Regions from separate parts of the Hordeum vulgare genome. Here region 2 is linked to region 1. The links are chromatin contacts, called in public Hi-C maps. All regions are on one chromosome and are shown on one strand. The core of a region is the stretch at or near the end of the contact, and the rest is flanking DNA. Distances in the headings are between cores, read along the strand shown. Region 1 holds the start of LOC123407827 (glycosyltransferase BC10-like). Region 2 holds the start of LOC123407226 (ankyrin repeat, bromo and BTB domain-containing protein DDB_G0293800).

Region 1 (3,928 bases), core at 462-2,961:
TCGATCCCCAAGACACTTCCTGCATTGGCAATAAACAAGGATCAGAATATGTAACGGAACTAGCCGTTGATCAGGGTACCAGAACCGCACATGGAGGGCACTCACACTGTTATTAAATACTAAACGAATGCACACATCGCATCGAAATTTGAGGTTGACACTTTAGCCCAACATACATAAACATAAAAGAAGAAGAGAAAAGCAGATTGCACCAATAAATAAACTCCCAACCATAAGACATCCTTGACTAATTATTTAAGCAGAATACTGTAGATTAAGCATCTCTAGAGGCTAGAGGTGGACAGATTCAAGCAGAATACTGTAGATTAAGCATCTCTAGATCACAATATTAGCAACATTCGTGAGCACCACTAGTTGGAGAATCCATCGAGTAGTTTACCCACCATCCTGGCATGGGGTCAAGCAAGCATATTCCCCTAGAGGCTAGAGCAAATACATACTACACATATCCCAATCATGAATCAAGTTGAGCACATGGCAACCACCAACTAGCACGACAACGGTTGTCCGACTCACTCCACCAAGGCACCAGCTAACGAATCAATCAGCCACAAATTTCACGGTTCGTTCAACTAACTAATAACAATCTGATTGTGCTACGACTGGATAACTGAAATTTTCACTACTGTAAGTTAAGTTAAGGTAAATTATGTTTATGACGGAAAGAAGAGAGTGTGAGAAGGAGGTTGATTATAGTACCTCGCTGGGGATCTGGCGGCCGTAGAATGGGGACGTCTTGGAGACGTTGAGCTTGTAGTCCGGTATGGTGTGGAGGTAGACGGAGAAGAGGCCCTGGTGTCCCCGGAAGAAGCGCTCCCAGAGGGGCGCGAAGGGGAGCGGGCCGCGGGTCATGAAGAGGAAGGCGACCTTGGGGACGCGCTGGAAGGGGAACTCGTCGGCGGTTGGCACGAGGGTGGCGCGCCAGAAGAGCTCCTCGTCGGTCATGGAGTGCGCGAGTTGGGGCGGGTGGACGAAGGCCTTGAATCCGGGGCCGCAGTCGCCCGTGGCGCCGCGCCGGTCGCAGGAGCTGTAGGTGGCGGTGGGGAAGAAGAGCTCGGTGTGGGAGTTGTAGTAGTAGCGGGAGACGTTGGCGCTGACGGAGAGGCCGATGACGACGCCGGCCATGAAGATGACCATGGCGGTGACGAGCTTGAGCAGGCCCGTGGACCAGTCCTTGCGCGGCGTGTTGGGGAAGTAGTCGCCGTCCTCGTCGCCGCCGCCGCCGCCCCCGCCCCCGCCCCGGGACTTGAGCATCGGCTTCGTGTCCCCCCACATCGCGAGGGCCGGCGGAGGAGGAGGATGATCGAATCCGGACGGTTCCGCCGGCGGCGAGATCGAGCAAGATGGCCTGGGGGAGCGGGCAAGATGGGGCCTTTTCGGCGCCGGAATCCGCAGGGAGGCCCCGATCTGGCGGCACGCAGTTCACGGGAAATCGCAGCCGGGCCGGGTGGATCCGCGCGGAAAGGGCCTGGGAAGATGGACGACACGCGGCGAGGGCCCTTTATGGCGGCGAGCGACGCGAGGGGAGGGGAGGGGAGGGGAGGGGAGGAAACGCGGCAAGGGGAAGGCGGGGGGTGGCACTCTTTCTTTCTGTGTTTCTTAGTGGGTAAGGAGGGGGAGGGGGAGGAGGAGGAGGGAATACGCGTGGCGGAGGAGGAAGAGGTCGCTGTCGATTCCGATCCAGCTCCGACTCGAGTCGGGGACGGAGCTGGAGGCCTCGTATTTATGGGAGCTGCCTTGCCTTCCTCGTCCTCCTCCTCCTCCTCCTCTTCTTCTCCGAGTGGTCGTCGCGGAGAAGAGGCCGACGCCGAGGCCGCGGGGGAGGAGTAATTGTAATTGTAATCGATGATCTTACTATTTCTTCGTCGTCTACAAATAAATGACTGAAATCGAGTAGTAGTAATTGTAATTGATTTGGGTGGGAAGAAACGGTCTGGAAGACGCGCGGGCCCACGGTGGCGGAAGCGGCGCCGGGCGGCGACTCGTACGTAAATCCCCCGGCGACGCGCCGGTTCACGCGTCGTCGCGGCCCCACCCGTCAGCGGCGCGCGCGCGGTGACTGGTGAAAGTTGCTCTTTCTTTTGGCGGCCTGGAACGGACGGTCGGCCAGCGACGTGGACGGGGAGACGTGGGAGGGCACTGCCGCGTGGGGGCGCGGGACGCGGGTGGGCCGCACGTCAGTCGCGGAGCAAGAGGCACGTGATGGTGATGGTGATGGTGAAGAGCGGGAGCGGCTGCCTGCCGGTTGGTTTTTGTGCCGTTGGGTGGTGCGGTTCGAGCCGACCCGCCTGGCTCCGGCCAGCGCCGCTCCAGTGCAGTTCGTGAGGCGGGACGGTCGTTGCGTATCGGATGCTACCTAGCTTAATCCATTCCGCCTCCCAAAGAATGCATACTCTACTTGGGGACAGCCACATCGCTGTTGGATCCTGCATGGATCCGACGTATCGGTGGGTGCAAGGCATCCTCATAATCATCATCATCATCAGCAGCAGCAGTTGGCCGTTTGGCTTCATCGGGAATAAGATGACCCTGTACGCCATTGCATATCCTTCACAGGCTAGCTTTAGCATTAAAATGGGGGAACCATACATGGCATCCAATCATTCCACTAAACCCTCACACCCTCGCATCATTATGCTTATGCATGGTGCGACGAGGCCAACTCATCTCTGTAGTCGACCAAGCACGCCGCATGCATTAATTGGTAACTTGTTACGACCAACCAAGCACAAGCTCGGGGCCTCCATGGAGAAAAAACTCAGGCCGGACCAGTGTCTCTTGCGGACAAGCAAGCGGGCAAAGCATGTTTCGAAGTAAGTAGGGATCAGTTGGAGCGAGTCAGCCGCATGCACGTGCAGTGCATCTTCTGCATAGCAGGCTGGTTTGTAGGCGCAAGGGGAGTGACCACGTCAAAACGGTCAGACCCGACCATGCAAATCGCGTTTGCGGTCAAATTATGCGACTGACCAAAACTGCAAGCACGATAGGGACGGGACACGGCTGTCAACGTGGCACAGATTATTTACAGGCAGCCGACTGACCGTCGCTATAACACTTCCGACAATCCAGTTTAGTTCCATATCAACCAGCGTTTATTATGATATCATCAAGTCCAGCTGTTTCTTGACCGAGTTTTCCATGACACGCGAGAGAGAGAGAGAGAGAGAGGGGCTATCATTTAACTGGTGCCAGGGGACAAAAATCAAGCGTACATTGGGTTGGGTATTTCCTTAGACTGCCACATGGCGTTGATGACTCCTCTTTTTGTCCTTTGATGTTTGTTTTACAACCGGAATGGAGAATTTGACATTGGGCAAAAGCTCTGCTACTCTCTACACATGAGGTGAGAATGCACATCTTGCTCTTGTGCCGGTGGAATCGCCATTGGACGTGCTGCACTGCAGGCACGTAACTGAGTCACATCTGTTTTTCCACCTGCTCTTCAACTGCTTAAAACTAATCAGCTCTTTTTTACACACACACACACACACCCTTTTATCTGTACATGTACAAAATTACTGCCTGAGATACAGGCAAACAAGTTATACACATCATGTGCCGGCCCATAATTCTATGTGCAACATCCATTCACCCGCAAATGTGTTCTGACTCTGATCTGTGGTGCCAACAAAGTGACAAGGATGCATACCAGCAATGTATCCCCACTTTGTCCGTAACGGTGCAATGCGTCCCTTTATGCAGGTGCTTTTTATGTACATCACGCTTCTGCTCAGGGTTTTTTCTTTTCGCGGAACACTTTTGCTAGGTGAAAATCGCAAAGACGATGTCACGTTGCAACATACAGTGGTTACCTGAACAGAAAATAAAACATTAGTCTTCGTTGAAAGCAAGCCGGTGATCATATGGACTAACATACTGGACGCAAACAATCAACTACTCCCTCCGT
Region 2 (3,759 bases), core at 1,108-3,607, 910 kb before region 1:
ACCCTAGACATGTCGTGCATTATATAAATCAAGGCAAGGCTAGATAATGAGGGACATCTCATATTCATTACAACAATATCGTGATAGATACATGTACTCTATACTATCCCTCACATCATTACAATGAAAAGCATGATGTAGGGGATTATCTCTTCGAGAGAGCCCGAACCCGGGTAAAATCTCGTGTCCATGTTACCATCGCTCCAAGACGCCTAACTTAGGATCCCTACCTCGACATATGACGAATTTAACACTGACACCGTGATCAAGGTGTTTGGACCTAAGTACTTGAGAGAACCTATTATCTCAAACACTGAGAGGCTCTTGGCAATATCCGAAGCAAGAGGGTGACCAAGTTTGCTCGAATCTCTTGATTGCATGCACTGGAGATGGAAGACTTGTGTAAAAGCTCTACAAAGGCAATATCAGGGTCATGTTAATAAGCCCACCATCATTCTTGAAGCAATTACATCACATGACCTCTGGATTTGGCATGCTTGGGTCTCATAATGACATCAATGTGTTGCCATGGTCTCCATTGCTTGCTAGGCTGACTGGAGGGCAAGCTTCTCCTTGCAACTATGGGCATCAATGCAGCATGGGCTACTATCTAGTTGACGATATCTGTCCTCTGTGGGCTACCTTTGTCAAGACCATGTTTGTGCAATTGGTTAGAAAAGTTATCACTTTGCCCAAAGACAAGAAGGAGCTAGAAAGGATGTAGAGATGGCATTTGGAGTGCTCCAGGCCCGTTTTGCAGTTGTTTGTGGATCTTGTGGGAGGTGATGATATGTTGTGTGATCATGCACAATATGATTGTGGATGATGAGGATGAATATGTTGTCGTAACTCTTGAATTCTAAAACATGGGTGACCTATCCAACTTTTCATATCATAATTTGTTCATATTTGAAGAGTTTGTTCAAATGCATCAACAAATTCGACATGGAGCAACTCATGAGCGAGTCAAGGAAGATTTTATTGAGAATTTGGGTGGTTAAAGGGGACAACTATAACATATATGCTAGTTGAATTCAAATTTGAACTACTCTAATTTGAAAACTTTGTTAGATTATACTCCTTGTGTCCTAAAATTCTTGACTTAGATTTTATAAGTACAGATGTATCTAGTTACGTTTTAGTGTTAGATACAATTATATCTAGACAAATTTAAGACAAGAATTTTAAGACAAAGGTAATAATATTTAAATTAAAACTACTGTCGTATTTGAACATTTTCAACCATCTACGTTTTGATATGTTGTTATTTTAAGCTTGCGGACTTAAGAGAGCGGTAGAAGTTTTAGGGGATAGGGTTGGATGGTCGGCTCATGGATCACTTTCCGCAAACTTCTCCTCACTAGTATGTTAACGGATACAATGCGTGATTTGGGGTCAATGTTGGAGGTTCCCGTAAGACGCATAACAGTCCAGTCAGACGTATAAATAGGCAAAACTAACCTACATGGCCCCCAAATGAGCCCACAGGACAACTTTCACGGTCATTCAAGAAGCATTTGCAATCTATATGGTATCTCGCGTAGGTGACAGTGACCCCACCCAATGATTTACTCGCATAGGAGGAAACTAGATGGGGATATTCGACATGGACCTAGTTAATGTATAAAGTAATTAATTCTTAAGAGGTTATAAGTATTGCTTCGTGTCGCATGCTCCTAGTTGGAATAGCATTATGATGACCAAGATCGTTACCTCCTTCCTTCAAATTGCACAATATAAGATCACAAATGGGGCATTACAATAATTTTGTATAAAGAAGGGTGAGACCCCCAAGCATCTTCTCGAGCGCCTAATGGCTCTTGACGACTATATTGAGTCATATAATTGTGACAGGAGCCAAGATTGTTTCAACATGACCAAGCGATTCCTTGTGCACAAATTGCTAAATGTACATGGTCCTTATCATCAACAAAATGGCATGGGGCATAAGAAGAGAGTACGGTTTTAAGGACATGTCTACCGATGATGTCGTTGCCACATTCCAATTGTTTGAGGAATCCAAGACCAATGCAACAAGACGTCTTGCCATGCATGGTATCTCATCACCACTAGCGTATGGAGCAGGGGCACGCTGCAACTGTCGATCGTATAGACTCAACGCCAATCGGGTCCTGATGGAGTAGGTCAAAACCCTAATCGTCTAGGGCACTCACAGCTTTTCTTGTGTGCCACTCACACTCTTTTTTTTTTTGTTGAAGATCCCTTGGGAATGACATTGTTTCTGAGACATCCATGGCATGACATAAACAACCTTCGACAGTCCGCCAGCGCAAGAATCAGCCCGGCCCACATGAACTGTCTTAAAGGCACGCAGCCCAGTCGACAAACCCACAAAGGCTCCCGAGATTTCCAATCCTCTTCTTCCTCCTCCTCCTCCAGCCTACCCCTCTCTTCTTCCCCGATCCACCCCCCAAACTCGTCGCCTCCCAGTTCCCGGTCTTTTGTTCCTCACAAGTTCGTCGCGCCAACGACTCTACAAGCCAGCCCCGCTGGTACTGCACTGCCGTGGATCGGTCCTTCTGCTGCTGCCGCCGGTAAGGAACCCTAGCTTCTCTCGTCGACGCGGCAGCGGGACGTTCTCTCTCTCTGTTGCCTGGTTTTTCTTGGATGCCCCTGTGCCCCTGGTAATCTAACACATCCATCCATCCACCCGTTCATGGTTTCTCCGACTAGGTCCTCCCAATTCAGTCCGTCGCGAGATCGATCCCCTCAGGGCGCGGCGCGCAGGTGACGGAGCGGCCTATTTCCAAGTATTTCATCTCTGGGTGCTAGCAAGAGACGGATAAGATGAAGCGCAAGCGCAGCCGCACGCCGGGCAAGAAGAGTTCTTCGAATTCCACCGGGGCAGACTCTTCGTCGGCATCTCCGTCCAGCCCAAGCACCGAAGAGAACATCGCAGCGGAGAATGCGCCTGTCTCGGGCTCCACCCCGGCAGTGCCCGATCCATCTCTTCCTCCTGTACCGGAGAAGCCGAGCGTCCTTGCCCCAGGTGCGGCTCATCCTGCCGCTGATATACCGTACGCCAGGCTCAAGGTGGGGGCAGTGTACGGTCGTGTGAAGCTGAAGTTCAAAACCTCCAAGGCGTCAGAGCTCAGCAATAGTTCGTCGGTAGCACAGGCACCCGCCACTGCTGGTAAATCTCAGACTGCCGCCCCTGAAGTGAGCAACCAAGTTACCGCCGAAAAAGGCATCGCTGCATCCTCAGATGGCCAGACAACTGATGGGCAAGAGTCGGAGTTGAGTGGTTCTGATAAGGACAAGGTGGCAAAGAAAGTAGGAAGCATAAAGATCGTGTCCGCGGGATTATCTTCTTCAGCACAAGATAAAACCCAACACATGGAGGTTGATGAAGTAGATGAATCTCTTCCAAGTAAACAGGAACCTGTTTTAGTCACCGAGGAAAGCGAGAGTGCATCGGAGCCAAAGAACTCGCAAGGGTCGGAGATAAAGCAGTCTGCCCTTGAATCTCAGCGCGATGAGAAAGAGTTGGCTGCTGCACTTGAAGTGAGTACAAGCTGGCTCAACTTTACATGGCGTCTTTTGATTCTCCAAATATCACATGGTAAAGACCGGAAATACATGAAACCTTTACTGAAATTCTCTTTTGCTCTCAGGCTATCAAGAAGGTTATGAAGGTCGACGCAGCTGAGCCATTTAACACCCCAGTTGATCCTATTGCTTTGGGAATACCTGTGAGTATTTTGTGGTGTCGCTTCTTTCTTTCCAAATCACCTGGAA

Evidence for each region. A called contact is a pair of places that touch in the nucleus more often than the background predicts.
Region 2: a Hi-C map of seedling shows a contact between it and region 1, with 4 times the contacts expected there. The contact joins the promoter of LOC123407226 here to the promoter of LOC123407827 in region 1. A contact is called at or near these places in 2 of 6 Hi-C or Micro-C datasets (leaf and seedling).

What each region holds. Positions count from the first base shown.
Region 1 is chr7H:434,391,664-434,395,591 of MorexV3_pseudomolecules_assembly, reverse strand. LOC123407827 (glycosyltransferase BC10-like) reads right to left here and starts at 1,711. Exons shown (of 2, transcript XM_045101053.1): 1 at 721-1,711; 2 at 1-19. The coding sequence starts at 1,296. LOC123407405 (phospholipase SGR2) reads right to left here. Exons shown (of 23, transcript XR_006612595.1): 23 at 3,091-3,833.
Region 2 is chr7H:435,302,840-435,306,598 of MorexV3_pseudomolecules_assembly, reverse strand. LOC123407226 (ankyrin repeat, bromo and BTB domain-containing protein DDB_G0293800) reads left to right here and starts at 2,357. Exons shown (of 8, transcript XM_045100312.1): 1 at 2,357-2,555; 2 at 2,695-3,525; 3 at 3,636-3,713. The coding sequence starts at 2,809.